Linked DNA regions of Bombyx mori: region 1 is linked to region 2. Evidence: chromatin contacts called from public Hi-C data. All regions are on one chromosome and are shown on one strand. The core of a region is the stretch at or near the end of the contact, and the rest is flanking DNA. Distances in the headings are between cores, read along the strand shown.

Evidence for each region. A called contact is a pair of places that touch in the nucleus more often than the background predicts.
Region 1: a Hi-C map of whole pupa shows a contact between it and region 2, with 2.7 times the contacts expected there. The contact joins the enhancer-like site here to the promoter of LOC101741055 in region 2. A contact is called at or near these places in 4 of 7 Hi-C or Micro-C datasets (an unstated tissue and whole pupa).

What each region holds. Positions count from the first base shown.
Region 1 is chr15:11,369,357-11,374,878 of ASM3026992v2, forward strand. All of the region lies in intron 1 of LOC134200218 (a long non-coding RNA gene), which reads right to left. Among protein-coding and RNA genes, the nearest start is that of LOC119629539, 4.2 kb to the right of the region's middle. Within about 2 kb of position 1,910, at least 2 of the 8 cell types and tissues checked have open chromatin away from gene starts, as enhancers often do.
Region 2 is chr15:11,328,749-11,334,473 of ASM3026992v2, forward strand. It overlaps LOC101741055 (follicle cell protein 3C-1), which reads left to right and starts at 1,782. Exons shown (of 4, transcript XM_004924583.5): 1 at 1,782-2,100; 2 at 2,791-2,971; 3 at 3,219-3,398; 4 at 4,341-4,788. The coding sequence starts at 2,837. The coding sequence ends at 4,514.

The DNA.
Region 1 (5,522 bases), core at 660-3,159, 41 kb after region 2:
GGCGAGCACCAAAAATCATTTACAATCACCAGACAGACAACAGTAAAATAAAAAAGCAACGAACAGTTTTACATAATGGCTCTAACATTAAATGCAACTTTTAACAATCCTATGCCCCTTTCTTTTTAATTTTGTGAGCGTATAATACCGTAACTTAACACAAATCCGGCGTTAATTCTCGCTTCGTAGTTAATTCAGCGCAACTTTGCTTGGGAAGTCGGAATAATAGAGTTTTAAGATAAGATCGTACCGCATTGTTCTTACTGGTTAAAGATCTTTAAATATTATGTTTTCAAAATACGTTTACTTTTTAATTCTATTTGCGTTTTATATGTAATTTATTTGCTCGTTGTAATAATTAAGTAGGGTGCGTCATAATAAATTTGGAAATTACTTAGCCATTGCGAATTGTATTTATGTATATCTGATTCTTTGATATAAATCTTCAGTGGTAGCTTTCGATTTCGTATGAGGAAAACAAAAAGAGCAGTTTGTAAACAGATCATAAAAATAATTGTGGTAATATAAATAGACATCTATTTGTCAGTGGTATTATAACAAATCATTTTCCTAAATCTACAGAGTCAATGTTCATCCATCAATGGCGATGAATATACAAGAATTATGGAATGCCAATCAATGTGTAATGAAACCCATGCTTTTCGTATTTCTTGACTGTGATTTCCTTTTTATATGTATTATTTCAAACAGGCGTTCCCTTTTCACGGAAAAGGCAATAAAATTCATAGAAATTTCTCTTTCAGTAACGTCCAATCACAAAACTTTTTCTCGGATATGTGAATCTTAACCGTCATAGTTACTAAGCGTATCCGTGCTTATGTGGTATGATCTTCCACATTAAGCATGTTAGTGATAGATAGCCTTCACTTAAGTGCCGTCTTAATATAACAATATTGAGAATTCAAATCGCGTGCTTACTAGATCGTCTGATCTCGAACGTATGGCGTGTCTACCTTATTTAGTCGGCTGTTAGTGAAGCGCAGGTTGTGCTAGGCCGCTAAAGATACGTTTACATCAGAACTCAATTGACGCGGCAGATCAACATAACATTAAGCATTTTGTGTGTAAATCAACTATTCAAAAATTAAATGTCACAAAGATGACAGAGCTTTTTTTTTCTTACCTAAGCTGATAGCCTTGAGAGGCTATTTCAGCGTAACCTTAACTAGTAAGCTCACGGGGCTCAAACCGTAGTGATGCTAGGACTGACCCTAGCAAGAGCAGTGCTCCGCAGAATCTACCATCGAATCAGAAGCGCGATCCCCTGAGAAGATCCGGCGAGAAACTCAGTGGGCTGTGTCTATGGGTTAATTCGCTCGTCGAGCCCTTCGTCGCAAGTGATGGGTTCGACGACGACGGTGACCGGTGCTTGTGGTACCTAAAAGCACCGTTAATGGATCGGGAGGTTTCGGAATGACGTGTTTTGGGCGACGTCGACTATTTACCACCATTCGGTCTACAGGATCGGGTATGTAGAGTATGACAGAACAGATGACAGACAGACAGAAGACACGGGTAGACGACGAAGATTATCGTAAAGACCCGTCATATAAAATACTTTATTCCTTCTTGATGTTGATTTATATTGAAATTTAATTAGAGTATTCGATAATTTTAAGTTTTATTTCTCCATTAGGTTTTTTCATTCTTTTTCTATCAAGTATTTAACTCAAGGATTTGAAGCCGAAATGTTTTATTTTTTAAATTGAATTATTCACCATCTATTATTAAATATCCAGATTAGTTATAAAAAAAACACTAAAATCATATCATTCAAAATCTAATTATCGAGTTTTTTAAATCAAAACTAGATTTATTTTATTATTTAGCTTCACTTGAACGTCACGCCGTTTGAGCTCTCGTGTGAATCATTACTTATGGTATGTAGGCGTCGCCATTCAAGGTCTCGCGATGGTGGTGGCAGAGATTATTTCTATTTACTTGTTAACTACCTAGATGTTTTGTAGGCTTGTACTTTGTCTGTTTACATTATAAGCCTTTGCTCGTTTTGCCGAATCGTAAAATGCTCGTTAAAGGGCTTTGCACAAACAGCCATTACGATTGCAAAGAAGATTTCACAACATAACACCGAATAATAAAATAATATTCTGGGGAAAGTCACAGCGTTAAACAAAATCGTAATCTGTTTACTTATTGCTTGATTAGGTCACTGAAGTTACTTTAAAGGTCTATGGATTAGGTACATTATGTTACTTTTTGCTAAAATTTAGTATTGTCAATTTCGTAGATTATAAACATTCTAAATAATAATGTCGTTTAAATATTAAATACTGATTAATGAGTGAGTTTGCCGTCGCTGAGACTATAGCGTAATTGCACTGATGTGATTTAAGTTTATTTGCAATACTAAACACCACTATTGAATTTAAACATTATTTTAATTTGTGAATCAGTTATTGGTGCAAATTTTACTATTAATGAATTCAGTAGGATTTAAGTTTAAATAAATATGATAAATGATGACCAACTCATAGATAACAGCGAGTTCTGAAATTAATTCATGTACTTTAGGGCCACTGCGCAACTCGGGTTGCGGGATTCTATCCTTCCAGGGTGTCTCATGTTACAGACACCATGGACATACTATGTCTACTTTTTTTTAGGATTGAAGGATTACTGGTGGCCCGGAGGCCTTTTCAATTTCACCAGGATAGGTGGGCGAGCAAAGGCTCAACCAGGAACACCTTCGAAGGAGATCTGTCAACTCAAGAGCAGCTGCTTCGCGAATGAATCTACTACCGGATCAGAATCGCGACCCGCTGAGAATATCCGGCGAGAAACTCAGCAGGCTGATGCATGGGTTAGGTTGCACGACGAAGTCTTTGACGAGTTCGACGAGCACGGTTACCGGGGTCCCTAAGTCTGCTCCTAGTGTTAGAGCTGAAGGCGTCTAATGCAAAGGTTATTGGATCTGATGGATCCGTCAGGACGTGTCTAGGTGCAAGCATATCCAGCGATGCAAGGGTGTTCGAATCCCGCAGGCAAGTACCAATTTTTCTAGTGAAATACGTACCTAGCAAATGTTCACGATTCACTTTCACTGAAGCAGTAATGCGTTTCGGTTTGAAGGGTGGGGAAACCGCTGTGCTGAAGAGAGGAGGAGGAATGGAGACTTTCGAACTCATGTCTCAAGGTGTGTGGTGGTCAAGGTTGTAGATGTCTATGGACTCTAGTAACTACTTAGCACGATTTTAAGTCGTCAACACATCTAAGGAATAAATAAATAAAATCGAATCCGAATCCTCTCGAATCAAAAGCACGTGTGACGGTGATGGGCCGTGCGGCCTGCGCGCAATGATCGCTCCAAATATTAGATTACGTGGAAATCATATCATAACAATTGCTATTGACAAATATTTTACTAAAATTTCGTGTTGATCATTACAAAGATGTTATAAACAGTTGATACCGAAATATTTATTGAGGCACGTATGAAATTGTAAATTTGACCACCGAATTTTTATCACGCTTTCGGTGAAATATAGAAATACATCAATATATTAAACAATACGCGCTCCACCTATTCTATGTTGACGGACTTGACGGTAAGCTGACAAAAATCTTCTCTGAAATACCAATAACACCTGCATAGAGTTTATAGAGAGGAACAGTCATAAACTGCATCAATGCATGTATGTATGTATTTGTGTGTATGTATCTATGTATTTGTTTTGGCAATGTAATTTATAGCCTATGTTCATTTTACTCATATCTACTGTAATTCTTTAAATTATCGCCATGTATTAACTTCATCACAGCTACGCGCTTCTTGAATCATTCACTTCATCAACGAGGGTTAACTGGAAGAGAACGCCTGCATGGCGTTAAGTTCGCCTTTGTACAATATTTTTATGCAATAAAGAATTTTCATTCATTCATTTATTCATTCATTCAAGAGAGTCGTGTTCCTCGGTAATGAGAGAAATCTCCCAGTAAGTCTTTCGTTCCGGTTGTAGATTCAGCGAAACGCTGCTCTTGCTAAGGCCAGTGTTGGCAATTCCCTCAGGATGAGCCCGTGAGCTCACCTACCGGTCCGTTGAAGTTGGAATAGCCCCTTAGCCCTTAGGCTACCAAGGATTCGGTAGAGAAAAAAAATCTAAAAGAAAGGAAACATTTGAGAACAAGAACGAAGCTAATTTCGTGGGTTATATAATACGGAGCTAGCTTTCATAATCGTAGTATTCGGAAGAGCTTCTTTTTATTCTGCAAATGAAACATATGGATCTCGTACTTCGTCAGCTTCACACAGCTTGAGAACATGGATGAAATCCCCGCAAAAGCGATACGAAATGGTAAACAAAACACACATATAACTAGACAAGATATCCGGTAAATCGAATTCATGTATCTCCAATCTAACCGATTAACATAAAATTTTACTAAAGCCGGGCTGAATGATGTTGCACAAATATTTCCGGCGTACTTCTTGATAGCTATTTCATATTGAAGGTTCAACGTAAGTCGGTTTCCCGAATGTATAAGTTGAAATGTACATGATCACTTTTTAGGCTGTATTTTTTTATTACAGGAGGTTTTGATGTACAATTTACGGAATCAAATAACGTGTGACTGCAGCAGCAATCTTCCGAAGTGATGACCTTGTCGCGTGGGAGCTAGAAATCGACTCGAGACTTACGCAATCCCATCCAATCGAGCGCCTCCACGCTCACCGCATTCTAGGATTCTTCTAAACATCACACTATCTAATCAGCAATAAGTCGTACGACATATTATTAAATAATAATAAAACTTGAACGAAAACCTTTACAGACTTCACTAAAATAATTAAAAAAATATGAATATTATCAATATAGTCGAAATCAATTAAATATGCGTTATTAAGGATTACTTAAAAACTATGAATCAGATCTTGATAAACTTTTAAAAAGACCGTTTGAGAAGAACTATCTTTCAAATAAAATATACAATTTAAATAGGTAAATTCTATTCTTTTTTCTTTTTTTTTACGGCCTGCGCGGGCGTACGAGCGTACGGCCCACCTGATGCTGAGTGGTTACTGCCGCTCATGGACGTTAGCAATGCCAGGGGAAAAGCCAAGCCGCTGCCTACCTTTTAAAACTCTCCACAAGCCTCGTTTGAAGAAGGACACGTTATAGCATTCGGGAAACGCCGTGGAAGGGAGCTCATTCCAAAGCTCATTCCCAATGGTACGTGGCAAAAAAGATATCTGGAAACGAACTGTGGATGACCGCAGTGGCTTCAGTGGCTATGAATGAACTCTATTCAAATACACTATACAAACAAAAAGTTAAAATAAAAACAAATCATCACAATCGATTCACCTACCTGGAGCCACTGCGTTCATCCACAATGCGCTTCCAGAGATCTTTTTTGCCACTTACCATCCGGCTTTGGAGTGAGCTTCCCCTCCACAGTTTTTCCCGAGCGCTATAACATATCCTTCTTCAAGCGAGGCTTGTGGAGAGTACTTAACGGTAGCCATTGCTGAAGTCCATGGG
Region 2 (5,725 bases), core at 532-3,031:
TCTAAGATTTTTTTTTGTTTTTATTGCTTAGATGGGTGGACGAGCTCATCTCAGTATAGTTACAACGGCTGCCCCACCCTTCAAACCGAAACGCGTTACTGCTTCACGGCAGAAATAGGCAGGGCGGTGGTACCTACCCGCGTGGACTCACAAGAGGTCCTACCACCAGTAATTACGCAAATTATAATTTTGCGGGTTAGCAAAGAGGTTAAGAGATAAGATTAAGTGAAATATAAGTTCATAGGTTAGAATTATATTAATATAGATAGGTTGTGAGAATCGTATCGTCTTATCAAGAGCCGAGTAGACTTCTTATAAGATCCGTTGATTTTCCTGTAGCATGTTTTTGAAATTCGACCATAAACTAAGGTTTATTTTTTGGAAATGGCGCAGAAATCTATTTTTATCTTAGTTATTAGTGTCCGCGAAATCAATTGGGATCCCTTGGGAATTTTGCGCAGTGTTTTCTTCGTTTTTTGCGAGCCCGAGACATAATTAAGACTGTTACCAAGATGTCAAGAATCCTGCAAAAATAATAAAGGGTATAGAGAATAGTCCGAGTAATCATAGCCTAAGATGTTAATTCTTGTCTTTGTTAGGCAGTCATTATCATAAAGTAGGTATGTAATGTTTAGTTTCTATCTTTTCTATGCAAAATCGAGAGGTTGCGTCATCTGCCATGTTCCTCTTATGTAAGTGCTAGCTAGTACCGAAATGCCTTGAGGATCCCATGCATATACCTTGAAATTCTCGCCGTATTTCGAATACATTACCGAAACTTGATGATTTCAGTGCCCGCTGCCTGCTTCGAAATCTATATGAGGGCATCTAAAGCCCGAGAGAATTTTCAGTCATCACTTACTGCGTCTGTGGAATTAAACCTTTTGGCCACATTCATTTTTTTATTGCTTAGATTGGTTGATGAGCTCACGGTTGACCTGGTGTTAAGTTATTACTGGAGCCCGTAGACATGACATTTAGAACGTAAACGGACATTTAGTACGTAAATTCCGCCACCCACCTTGAGATATGTCTCAGTTTTTACATTACAACGGTTACCATACCCGATCCTGTGGACCGAACGGTAAACAGTCGACGTCGCCCTAAGCACGTCATTATGGATCCTCCGGATCCATTAACGGTGCTTTTAGGTACCTCAAGCATCGGTCACCGTCCTCGCCGAACCCGTCGCTTGCGACGAAGGGCTCGTCGAGTAAATTAGCCCATAGACACAGCCCACTGAGTTTCTCGCCAGATCTTCTCAGCGGGTCGCGTGTCTGATCCGGTGGTAGATTCTGCGAAGCACTGCTCTTGCCAGGGCCAGTGTTAGCAACACTTCCGGTTTTGGCCCCGTGAGCTCACCTACACGTAAAGGTGAAGTTGAAATAGCCTCTCAAGCCTATTAGCATAGGTAAGGGAAAAAAATAACGGCGGCTCCTCCCTTCGAATCGAAACGCATTATTGCTTCACGACAGAAATAAGCAGGGTGGTGGCATCTACCCGTCAGGACTCACAAGACGTCCTACCACCAGTAATCTTTCTCCATTATATCGAAATTAAGTCATTACGAAACCCTTAGCGCCCAATACGAAATGTGTAATCGCTATGATGCAAAAATACGGCGATTTTAGCTATACAAAAACTATTAATTGAAGGTACATTATTTGATAAGTATTCATATTTTAAATTCACCAGAAAATTTACGAGTATGTTTGATTTTTAAATATGTTAAAGTCAACAACTTTTGAGGGTACCTAATTGCTAGTTCAAATTATTTTGACGAAAACACAACTATTAGGCTTAAATTAAATTGTAACGATTAATATTAATTAAATGATACTCTTAATATTATCGTCACGTAGATCGCATTCTTCATTATTCAATAATAAATTAATTTCGCACAATCGGGGCACGTTTGGATGTTCTTACAGAAAATCGCTGACAGTGTCTATTTATGAACAACTTTAATCGAATGTATCACGATTCTATTTCATATAAAAAGAAAACCATTTTGTACGGTCACATTTTATAGAAAACCGAAAAGGTTATATTGTGATGTGAGAAGCCCGTAACCAAGGTTGATTTATTCTTGAGAAATTTGTGAGTAGTTTTTTGTTGTTGCTCTCATCCTGCTCTGTGGGGATTCTGATTTTTTTTTCCTATATTAAGATAGCTTAATAGCATATAAAAACTATACATGACGAACGATTGAGGATTGGACAAAGCGAATAACAATATTAAATTCAATCATGTCAGGTGAAGGTGAAACCGTCCATCCCAAAAACACAAAACTAAATACCTACACAAAAATTAGCCACATATGTTAGTGATTTCAAATTTTAACATTTTACTAGTATTACGAGTAATAGTAATGAAATTATAGACTTAATTTTGTAAATTTATGTATATAAATAAAGTGTGTAACCGTGTTTCTCTATTCATAGTCTAGAAATTATTAGATAGCATTTTCAATCCTCATTATTTTTTGTACGCAAATTAATCACATCAGCTACTACGTAGTTGGGGATCAATGAGTGCAATAATTATGTAAATTGCTTAATAATTACAGCAATCTTACACTATTGTATTATGAAGCACAAGAGTATTCACAAGATATATCACACAGTGTGCTATGGATTTATATACTTTTTGCACCACAATGTTTTCCCATAATAATGTTTTCTCTTATATTTCCTATTTCCTATTTAATAAAAAAAAATTGAAAACAAATATATCCTAGTTGTAAAAGAAGAACTTTGAATTTTTACTCATTATTACATTTATTTACAGACTTTAAATTTTACGTAAAAAAAAAACATTTAAGTGTCTCGAAAAAATGCAAAGTGGCAAGGGTCTGGTAATTCTGGCTGCGTGTTTGTGTTTGGTGATGACTGAAGCTAGAAGGAAACTCAAGAGACATGACATAGAAGAAGAGAAATCCACCGAAGAATTCGACGAAGAGTACGATGATGTATGTTCTATTCGTTACATGAAATTTTTATGTTTTCCTTTTTTAATCATCACGATTTATGAGCATGTGGCCTTGATGCGAAATAGGCACCGTCATGTAACTATACACTTACGCAAAGCCTTCAAAACGCAACTGTAGAAAATCAGATTGAAGTGATAGTTTACCCAAGTATTTTAGGTATTACGGCCGTTTCGTAAAAAAATTATTTTGTTTATTACTTTCTGAGATACTTATTTGATTTTCACAGGTCGAGCCGTGTCAGTGTGGGGTGTTCATGTCCCAGCAAGTGGGCGTCAAAGAAGGTCGACGCGGTAGACCTCGGGGCCCACCTCAAGGAGAGCCTGTCGTCACTTATGATACTGATTCACCCAGTCTACCCTGTGGCTCGGGTGGCTTCAAGCATTGTATCAGTACGTGCCTTGATGTAGTAAGTTCTAAAAGTATTCTAAAATTCGAACCCTTGAACTCGCAAAACGTATTTCTCGATTCCTTCAACTAAGTGTCACTGATTTCTAATTAACTTGAAACACCTACAAATATCGGTATAAATGATCGCTTTTTCTTCTACGACATATTATGAAGTTTTCAATAGTATAGAAGTACCTATACACGTTCTTAAAATATTTAGAGAATTCATACATTTAAAGTATTAAATCGATAATTTAAAAATATGAAGTTGTTGCGTCTTATAGATTAAGACGCCAGGTGCACTCTTATTGAGAGATTCCTAAATGCCGGTGCTTAAATCTCGTAGGCAGGTACCAATTTTTCTAAAGAAATATGTACTTACAACATATTGACCGCGAATGCTTCAAAGATGAAGAAATAGCATGGACAAATTTAATTATTGTTGGTACGGCGTCTTGTGAGCCACCTCCACCATGCCTATTTCTGTAAACAAAGCAGTAATACATTCCAGTTGGAATGGAGCGGCAATTCTGTATACCTAATTGAGATTTAAGCTTTAGATTTAAACATCACAGCATAAGGTGGGTAGCGGCTTTCACGTACTAATGTTTGTATGCTCCGGTTATGAGCTGGTTGTCCCGTCTGCGTTATAAAAAAAACTAGGTAGTCTTAATTTTGTGTTAAAGTTGTTCGAATACCAATTGATTTTTGATTAGGCCGGTACATAGAACGCTTCAATAATATAAAATATTCTATATAATTCATCAATATTATGAATACTTTCCAGTTGGAAATAAGCCGGGCGTTGTTGTACTATATTGTACCGGATTAGCACACGGACAGCCAGCTACATTGTATTTTAATGTGAATCTGTGTTGCATGAATGGAAGCATTACCTATTTATTGTGTAATTCAGAAGTAGCTTCGTAAATTGACTCACAGATGTCGTTAACATCAACAGATTTTGAAGTATCTTCCCAAAGCGGGTCCAGTTATCTGCGGAGCTGTAGAACGCGATGTCAATAGGGAAAAGGCCTTCTTGTTTGTGAAAAACTGTGGCGGCGACTGGATTCCCACTAGCTTTTCTGCCGGCAAAGAATTCTGCTGCACTAACGGAGAACATCACAAATGCTAATACAATCATAAAAAGATCGGTGATTAAAAAAAAAAAACTATTTATTCTTCATTTTTGTATAAGTTGTTTTTAATTTGTAGCAGTTGTTCGATGGCAACGGAATATGTCGTAAAATAAGAGAGACATTAGTAATTACGCCCACCTACATCACATTATTTAATCGTTGTATATTTTATTGTTTTGCATTAATTATGTCAGTTATAATTTAATGTGCATATCATTATTTCCTTAATGTTTTCTTCTAATTAAAACCGAGTAATTATTTTCAGAGAAATTTGCTGTTTTTTTTTATTAGTTATTTCATCTAACTCTGGTGGGTGAAATTCATAAGGTGCGTTAGATTGCACTGACTTTTCATCGCTTAGCAATTATTCTCAGCTACGTATGTAATAAATTACAATAATTTATTTGTGATGTGTGAAACGTCATCGTTCCGCTTAGAGTCGTAAATTATCGCCGACGCCGCAATGTTCTACTTAAAAATTTCGCAGTCCGATAGCGCAGCGTATCAGCATCGGATCCTGCAAGCCGTAGGCGCGTCAAGGAGTGCCTTATCCGTTGACCCAGTTGCCGTTGGCGTAGATTATGGTGTCAATGATGTGTCCCTTATCAAGGACTAGTGTGGAGCGGTATGAGCGAGGTACCTAGCGGGGGAGCGGTGCGGGACGAGGGCGCCGTGTCTGACCCGGATCGCACAGGGTGAACAACCCCGACACGTGCCACTTTCTAAAAAGAAACGCGCGTCGCCCGCGCATCCTTGCGTGGACGACTGGACTGCTTCTCTACGAAGATATTATAATAAACTTTTTTGTACCTAGCGACCGGATAAATATAGATACCACTAGAGTTTTAGGACAGGCTGTCTACAACACGTCAAACTAGTTCTCGACTATATTATTTAGCATTTTTTTTGTTTTATCGCGTTCGAATTACTTTTAAAACAGCTCATAAATAATATATGTACGTTACCGCTGTTAGGTAAGCAGTATAGAGGTATAAATACGATTAAAAGCTCAAGTACGTGAACGAGCACATAATTCATTTCAATTATGTATGAGTACAAGCTTTTTCTAAAATATGTATTTCTTTGTAAGTTCATTAATTTAAAATTAACGGTCCTATTACGTAAAACGGGTCGTCGTTAAGATAAATAAAACAAGCGAACGATGCTATAATAAATGCATCTTTACGCGTGGGAATTCCTATTTATA